3 separate regions of the Mus musculus genome follow, and all the other regions are linked to region 3. Evidence: chromatin contacts called from public promoter capture Hi-C data. All regions are on one chromosome and are shown on one strand. Each heading gives the region's core, a stretch centred on a gene start, on an enhancer-like site or on the middle of the called end of the contact. The rest is flanking DNA. Distances are from core to core; before and after follow the strand shown.

The links. Promoter capture Hi-C pulls out the DNA fragments that hold promoters and counts their contacts.
Region 1: a promoter capture Hi-C map of liver shows a contact between it and region 3, with 2.8 times the contacts expected there. The contact joins the enhancer-like site here to the promoter of Galnt15 in region 3. A contact is called at or near these places in 6 of 39 promoter capture datasets (cranial neural crest, embryonic stem cells, hippocampal neurons and 2 more).
Region 2: a promoter capture Hi-C map of embryonic stem cells shows a contact between it and region 3, with 5 times the contacts expected there. The contact joins the enhancer-like site here to the promoter of Galnt15 in region 3. A contact is called at or near these places in 9 of 39 promoter capture datasets (the 3T3-L1 cell line, the HPC-7 cell line, cranial neural crest and 4 more), 3 of 484 Hi-C or Micro-C datasets (embryonic stem cells, neural progenitor cells and neurons), 10 of 115 datasets of contacts at active chromatin or transcription factors (SST interneurons, acute myeloid leukemia, differentiating embryonic stem cells and 7 more) and 3 of 9 other capture datasets (adipose tissue, liver and pancreatic islet).

The regions. Positions count from the first base shown.
Region 1 is chr14:31,529,766-31,532,522 of GRCm38.p6, reverse strand. The region is part of intron 12 of Colq (collagen-like tail subunit (single strand of homotrimer) of asymmetric acetylcholinesterase); the gene reads left to right. Among named protein-coding and RNA genes, the nearest start is that of Eaf1, 36 kb to the right of the region's middle. Within about 2 kb of position 1,477, at least 118 of the 459 cell types and tissues checked have an H3K27ac peak or open chromatin away from gene starts, as enhancers often do. A contact at or near this core is called in liver, where this site is marked.
Region 2 is chr14:31,771,130-31,773,861 of GRCm38.p6, reverse strand. The region is part of intron 2 of Ankrd28 (ankyrin repeat domain 28); the gene reads left to right. Among named protein-coding and RNA genes, the nearest start is that of Ankrd28, 58 kb to the left of the region's middle. Within about 2 kb of position 1,376, at least 9 of the 459 cell types and tissues checked have an H3K27ac peak or open chromatin away from gene starts, as enhancers often do. A contact at or near this core is called in embryonic stem cells, where this site is marked.
Region 3 is chr14:32,027,791-32,030,676 of GRCm38.p6, reverse strand. It overlaps Galnt15 (polypeptide N-acetylgalactosaminyltransferase 15), which reads right to left and starts at 1,574. Exons shown (of 10, transcript NM_030166.3): 1 at 646-1,574. The coding sequence starts at 1,184.

The DNA of each region.
Region 1 (2,757 bases), core at 228-2,727, 500 kb after region 3:
GCTGCTTCAGACTGTCCACAGCAGCCGACTATGATGTGTCTTGTGCTCTAGCAGGGGCATGGTTTTGCCAGCTGCAACTAGTTTCTGTGATTTCATGGTGTTTGGAATTCTGGGAACTTTTCAAAGGGCATATATGTATTAGAGCTCCGCTAGGTTGCAGTTTGTTAAGTAGTCTTGTGTAAAGAAGAAGAAATTAGATATCCAAACAGCCAAGATCAAACTTGCTCCAGGGAACTTGATGCCTCATATCAGCAGGAAGTAGTCTAACAATAACGTCGGCCCCTCTTTCCAACCCCTAACTTTAATCAGGGATCTCTCTCCTTTCCTCTCTGTCCTTTTTCCTCTTTTATCTAGGATTAGGGGTTAAAAGGGTGGAAGAAAGGGGGTGGCGAAGGATGTAAGAAAGAAGAACCCACAAAGTAGTAAAGACAGCTACACTGGGGGAAGAAATTCAGGCTGTGCCGTTCAGAGCATCATGGCAGGAAGCTGGCAGGATGCTGGATGTCCTCTGACACCTGGGAGGAAGCGGAAGCAGTGGGGACTGCGGTGGGGGCAGCAGGCTCCCTGCCACATCCTGTCCGGAGGCCACCTCAAGTCTGTCTCAGCACCATGGAACCAGCTGGTGTTGGAGAGGGCAGGAACGTTTTAATTACTCAGGTTACAGGGGAAGGGGGAATGGGAGTGAGGAAGGAATACAGGCAAAATCTAAGATGTAATTTGCAGTAATACGATTATAACTTTGAACACTTCTTTCCTGTATTCAGACAGGATACGAATGAATCAACACGGCACCTGGGAGTACCCGTGTTCTTGGGCCTGTCATCTGAATGGGGCAGAGTTATTCAAATATCAGCCACACCACTAATTAGCTGAATATCTGAAAAGCCCTGACTCTTTCCGGAGCTACGGTTCTGGTGGAGCTCTGAGGTCATAGAACATTCCAGAAGGCTGCTCCAGTGCCTCTCTCAAGTTCCTCCTTGTCTCTTTGGAGTCTCTGAAAATATCAAAACCCAAGGCTATGCTTTCCCACAGAATTCTTTTCCTATTCTTTGTTAGAACTGAAGCTTGGCGTGCTGTTGGACCAGCCTGTAAGCCAGCTAAGGGAGGCTTAAGGCAGGTGGGGTGGGTCTTCATTGGGTCCTTCTATTATGTGGCATCTTCCCTATGGCCCTGACCAGACATCACACTCTGGGTTCACTTTATTTGCCACCCTTCTAGGATCTACAGACTCAGTTCCCATTTCCTGGCTGCCCCAGCTGAACTGCCTACCACCCAGGGTAGGCTGGTCTCCAGTGGTCCCTAATGGTCCCTACTGTTCCCGGTATTCCTGAAGGAGGGGCAGGCAATCGCTCTATCCAGATCTCTCTCTCTCTCTTTCTCTCTCTTCTGTCAAATGACTCCAGTTTCAGCGTCTTTCTGTCAAACAGAAGTGACTTCTACAAAGACCTTTGCTCTCTAACTAGTTACTCAATCACCAGATACTCTGTTTCCAACATGTGTCAAGCCATGGCCTGCTCTTGTCAAACTTCCTGTGGGAAGAGAGACCTTAATAGAATAATCTCAGAATGTGTAGGCTTGTAAGCGGAGGGGAAGTACCTGGAAGGCAAAGAGTCTGGATATGATGGCTTAGGCCTGTGATTCCAGTACCTGGGTGACAGACAGAATTGCCACCAGTTGGAGACCAGCTTGGGCTATATAGCAAGTTCGTGGCCAGCCTGTGCTACCAGGCCAGACTGTTTCAGGAGAACACTGTATTAAAAAAAAAAAAGTCAAGGCAAAACTGGGTAGAGAGGTGCATGCCTGAAGTTCCAGCCACTTTGGAGACTGAGGCAGGAGGATTGCTTAAATCCAAGAGTTCAAGACCAGGCTAGGCAATTTAGTCAGACTTCATATCAAAAAAAATAAATGATGGTTATAGGTCAAAGTGAAGCCAGGTGGTGGCACACGCCTTTAATCCCAGCACTCGGGAAGCAGATCTCTGAGTTCGAGACCAGCGTGGTGTACGAAGTGAGTTCCAGGACAGTCAGAGCTACACAGAGAATCCCTGTCACAGGGCAGGAGGTGGGGCGGGGACAGAGTTAATGTGAGAACTATAGACAGGGACCTTGCTACAGAGTGAATTTCTTAACCACACTCTTCCAGGATGTATCTTGACTTTTCTTAGTACCCAGATGGAGACAGGGTTGGAGGAGAAAATGTTCTATTTTCTTCCAGGAGAAATAAAAGAAACGCACACTCAGACATTCCTCTGTAAATATGTAAGATACTTAAAAGACAGAGTCAGTTGGACTGGCAAGATGGCTCGATGGGCAAAGGCACTTGTCGCTACACCTGATGGCCCGAGTTCCATCTACAGGTCCTGTATGGTGGGAGGAGAGACCTAACTCCCCAAGCTCGTCCTCTGACGACCTCATTTGCCCTGGTGTGTACAACTTCCCTCCTCCCCCAAATAAATAGCAATCATTAAAAAAAAAATACAATAAAAGTTTTCCATCCACTGCACATCCATCTACAAGATGACCTTTTCAATAATGGCCACAAATAAGACATGTCCTCCAACAAGGAAATCTAGAGCTAATCAACAGATGAACTATTAGCTTGGTTCAGCCTCTAGGTGCTGCTCTCGGGGCTGTAGGGCCCGCAAACCCCTCATCTTTCTTACAGGTTGTTTCTTAGTGGTCAAACTAAGGGTACTATGGGATCCGATAGTAGGTTGAGGAGGAGGCCCCATTCCTCGCTGATTGGTTCTCCCTTATA
Region 2 (2,732 bases), core at 127-2,626, 260 kb after region 3:
TACCAACTGAGATGTGTTCCCAGCCCTATTTGAGACCTGTTCCTAGTCCTATTTATATCTTTTGTGGAATCATTTTCAGTTCCAGGAAACGAAAGGTAGTATTCTACCATAAATCGCTCTTATCGCAAGAGTTCTGTAACAGATGTTTCTTTAAATCTTAAAATGTAAAGAATATGGACTTTTGCCAAGCATGGTGGCACATGCCTGTAATCCTAGCACTCGGGAGTTAGAGGCAAGATAATTGTGAGTTCAAGACCAGACAGGACTACTTAGGAAGTTCCATGTCAGCCTGGTTACAAACCAAGATTCTGTCTTTAATAAAGGAAGAAAGAAGGAAATCTTTAAATTTATGACAAATTTAGGTGAGGAAACCCTTACAGATTAAAACACAGAGCCTAAGTCCAGTCTTGGCTTAGAACCTGTAACTACAGCACTCAAGAGGGTTGGGCCAGGAGAATTGTACACAAGTTTGAAAACAGCCTGGACCATGTTTCAAAACCAAAATATAGGAAAAATGGCTTTTCATTGACTTGCTGGGTTACACATGGAAGAGTCTTACTAACATTTTTGAAAATTAATATTACATAATGAAGTTAAGTGAATCAGTTAATTGTACAAGCATGCCTCATTTTATTGAACTTTGCAAATACAGTGCTTTTTACACATTAAAATAATATAACAACTCTAAATTAAGCAAGCCAGTCTACAGTGTTTTCAGTAGCTCAAGTAATCATTGGCATCCTTATTTTAATTAAGGTTTTATCTTTTTTCAGAAATGAGGCTTCTGCACACTAATAGGCTACTGTAAAGTATTAACATTCTGCTACTGTTTCTTTTGTTTGTTTGTTTTGTTTTTTTGAGACAGAGTCTCTCTATATAGTCCTTGATGTCCTGGAACACACATGTAGACCAGGCTGGCTTTAAACTCACAGAGACCCCCTTGCCCCTGCCTCCTGAGAGCTAAGGTTAAAGGGGTATGCCAAGTTATATAATAATGTGTTATGTTTTGTCTATGACAATGTTGCACTGCTTTGAATGGGTTTCTTTTGACTTGCACACAGAGCCAGCCTGTTCAATCCCTTGCCATCTTTCTTTTGAGTTTTCTCTTTGATTTGCAACAGCTTTTCATATTCTGAATGAGACCCCTTTGAAATACATATTATAAATTCTATTCTTGTACTCCAGGTTGCCTTAATTCTTTGTGGAATCATTGAACATGAGGTATTAATTTTAACTTAGTGCAGGTTTTTGTTTATTTGATGTCTTGTTAAAGAAATCAGCCCATCCCCCATCTCCCACCAGCCCCACCCCCACACACACTCCTGATGCATATGAAGGCCAGAAAACAGTCTTGTGTGGAGCAGGATTGCATTGTTCTAGAGCTCACCAGGTAGGCTAGTGTGCTTAGCTAGTGAGTCCCAGGAATCTCTGTCTTTGCTTCTGAATGCTGATCTCAAGTACTTGGCTCTGTGCCCCCAAGCTTTTAATTATAGTGTTGAGAGGGGAGCAGTATACACATGGACATTGCTTGTCTGGCATGTGGAAACCAGGGGACCTTAAGTGTGAGCTCCTGAGAACTGTACCTTTTTTTGAGACAAGATCTCTCATTTACAGGCTTAGCAATTCTCCAGGATCCCTTTTGCCTGTACCCCTCAACACTCAGATGATAACCACATGCCAAAACTCTTTTAGTGTGTGGATGGCTATGTATATGTATTTTAATGCAAGTGCTTTCCTTTGCATGGGGCTGTCATTCCTCAGGAAGTTCTCACCTTCTGTTTGAGACAGCATCTCTCATTAACCTGGATCATTTCCTCTAAGCCAGGCTACCTAGTCTAGGAGCTAGGGATCTGCCTATCTCTGCCTTCCATCTCACCTTCACTGCAACTACAGGCATTTTACTGTACTCTTGTGAGTTCTATATCCTCACATTTGCACAGTAAGCAGTTTATCACATGAGCAGTCTTCTTAACCCAAGAAATCTTTTCTAACTTGAGTCAAAGATAATATTCTATATTCATGAGGACTTCTGAAATCTTATTCTTTACATTTAACAGCTCTGTAACATACTTAAGGTTAAATTTTACATATAAAAATACAATGTGTTAAGTTCTTATGTGTGTGTGTGTACAAGTTTATGTGAGACATCATTTCTGTCTCGAAGTTTTTGGCTTTATTAGGAAGTGTTAAGTGTTATTTAATGAAACAATTTGTCTTTCCCTCTATATTTTGTTTTGGCTTCTTTGTTTGAGACAGTGTCGTGTAGTGAGGATGGCTTTTCCTGATGCACCTACATCTCTGTATCCTAAGTGTTAGGGCACGCATGAACCAACAACTTTACTTCTTTTTCTTCTGGAGCTTCTATTATGCAATGTTATTCTCCTGTGACACCACATACACACACACACACACACACACACACACACACACACCATCTCCATTTTCTTCTTTCTACTCCAAATCCCCAACTGAACTAATTTAAAAGACCTGTGCACATTCAGAAATTCTGCTTGACATACTTATTTTCTAGACTCTAAATTTTAAAATTTTCATTCATTGAAGGTTTCAGTTGTAAGATTTCTGTTAGGGGGTTTTGTTGTTGTTCTGTTTGTTTTGTTTTGTTTATGATCTCTATTGAAATTTTTTATTCGGGTCATGAAGTGCTTTTCTGATTTCATTAAATTATCTGTCAGGTTTTTTGTTTTTTTTCTTGACTCGTGTCCTGCTTCTGT
Region 3 (2,886 bases), core at 325-2,824:
CCTTTGACACTTACTAGCTGCAGTGAGCAAGCTGCAGGGCCTCTCTGTGCCTTACTTTCAACTGTACAAACCAGGCGTGAGGCTAACATTCGTACAGTGCAAGTGGACTTTTCTAGGGCCTTATGGGTCTCACAGGGAAAGCTCTTAGATTAAAACCAGGCACAGGGCAAGAAGTACGTAGACATTTCTTGCAATTCTTGCATCTGCTTCTTTGACCCCAGATAAAGGTAAACACTAATAGTAACCCAACGTGAAGACTGCCCTGGAGTCAGCATGAGAGAGAGATGGAAGGTTCCTCGAAGCTTCTGCTCCCATCTCACTGTGTGACCTAGGGGGACTAAAGGCAGGCCTGGGAAGAGAATGAACGAATGAGATCGTCCCTCCCTCGGGACTTGTTAGTAGCTCATCAGTGACTCTGGGGCTTCTGACTGAGCAGGTCTGAGACAGGATTTGAGGATCTCCAATTCAGGCACTTCATCAGCCAGGCTGATATCTGGCCCCAGGGCCCACATCTTAAGGAGCACTGTCCTAAGGGAGCACTGTCCTAAGGATGGGAGAGGCAGACTGCAGAGTTGGCACCTGGGACTTTACTACCACTGAGTCACACGCTTAGACTGGAGAAGAGATGGCAGGGCCCTTACTTACAGTGGGTGTCGCACCTCGGGCAGGACTCTCCTCAGGGGCAGGCGGGCACTGAGTGGCTTGTTGAGGCCATCTGAGTCCGGGCCAAGTGGGGTCAGCACCTCTTCTGATTCCTCCCCATCCTCTTCGGTCCTCCAGTCCTTTTCCAGGGCTTCCTCATCCCATCTCCTGCTCCTGTGTTTGATGAACTGGTAGCTGCCCTGTCTCCTGCCCTGGCTCTGACTCCTCCTAGCTCTGGGTGAGGCCACGGCCACCAGCAGTTGATCCTCCTGCAGGGAGATGAAGGATGGCAGGCCATCCAAGAGACTGTACTCATCACCTTCAGTCTCAGCCTCCAGGACCCACTCCTGAGAGTCTCCAAAGTCCAGGCGGTACCCCGTGTCAGGGCTGTGTTTGCTGGCCTGAGCTGTGACAGCCTGGTGCAGGGTGGGCGGGGGAGGATGCAGCAGGATCACCATCATCAGGACACATCCCAGAGTCAGGAAGAGTAGGAGGAACTGAAGCCTGGAACGTCCACTCCTGGGTCGCTTCCTCGGGAGCATGTCGCAGCCACTCGCCACGAAGCAACAGGTCCTGATCAAGTTTGCTTCCTCCTTGCTATCCAGGTACCTTCAAGCTCGAAACTGAACCTGGGCTGTTCATTCCAGCTAAAAGGCTTTTTGCCATCCACCTGCACCTCTTATCCCACCAGACGTTTGCTAACGTCTATATGCTAACGTAGCATTTATAAGACCCACTGCCCTCTAGAATCAGAAAGCCACCAGAGCCTGGGCTCCTGGGTCCTCTCTGAGTGTTAGCTGTCTTCTGAGAAGGGTCTCCGGTTGTTGGCTCCTCTCTCACCCTGCTCTTGTCCATCCTGCTCTGGTGATTAGCCCATGTTCTTTCCCCCTCTGCATGAGTGGTCAGGTTCTACAAGCTGTCTGGGGCGAGTTGCTGGGGGATTCAGTCAAGCCAAGATGACAGACATCCTCCTTGGGATGCCTTGAGTCAGGTCAGAGCAACAGATGTAAAGCCGGCAGGCACGGTCGGGGTTTCCTTTCACACATACCTCCAGCTCTGCAGGAACCCTCTGCCAGATAGGACAGGGAGCCAAGTGTGCGTCTCGCTCCTGGTCCTAATGCCCCCGTGTTCCCAGGCTTTGCACAGCCACACAGCGTCACCCCAAGAGCCGATCCAAAACAGCAACCTCCCAGGAGTTCAGACTTGAGCACCATTCATAGGGAGGCATCCTCTCCCCACCCAGAAGAGCAGGAAGGAGAATTCCCTTCTGGTTTGGACAGGCTGCCAAGGTGACGCAGATGCCAGGAGCCAGCTGCCTGTCAGCACCTTCAATCTCCCAAGGCAATCTGCCTGGCTCCTTCCTGGGGCCCCACTAGCCTTTCCTTTCTAAAAGTGAGGAGCAGAGGGAGCCCTTGTAAGTCTGGCTACCTGGCTTCCTCAGAAGCACCTGGAGGCTGATGGAGGACAGGCATACTTCAAGCTCTTTCAGTCTTCAAACTCCATTTAGCTTGTACACACATAATGAGCAGCTGCCGGCCATATGCCCCCAACTGTTCCCTGGGCCAGGAGTATAACAGAGAATGAAGTCAAACTGGGACCTCCGGGTGCTTACATGACAGTGAGGGAGATGGAGAGATGGTCTGTTAGTGTCTGGAGGTCAGACTATGTCAAGGGCCAAGGGGGAGGGGCAGGGGGCGGGGGGCGGGGACGAGGCAGAGATGGGAGCTGGGGAATATGGGCTGGAGGTTAAAAATCAATCTGAAGTGGCACTGTGTGTTTCCTAGAAGAACCAGCATCTGTGTAATGGGGAGAGTCACAGAAGGAGTAACAAAGGCGAGGCTCTGAAAGGAGTGGGTCTGGTATAGGGAACAGCGGGCCAGAGCATAGCAGGCCAATCGCACTGTGATGGAGCCACTATAGGTGAGGAAGCACAAAGGAAGGGAGATAAGGAGGGCATGGTTGGAGCAGAGGCAAAAGGAGACATGACAGGAGGCAGAGCATGGTGGGCGGTGGATTACTGAGAAGTAAGGCATGCTGGGAGATGGAGCATAATGGGAAATGGGGCACAATGAGAGATGGCACAGGGCAGCGGGCATGACGGGAGGTGAAGAGCAGTCAGAGGCAGCGCAATGGGAGGGAGCATGGAGCAATGGGAGTGAAGGAAAACGGAGATGGAACATGGTTGTGTGACGGACACACGTCCCCAGAAAAGAATCCCACAGCAGACCAAAGTAATGACTGCAC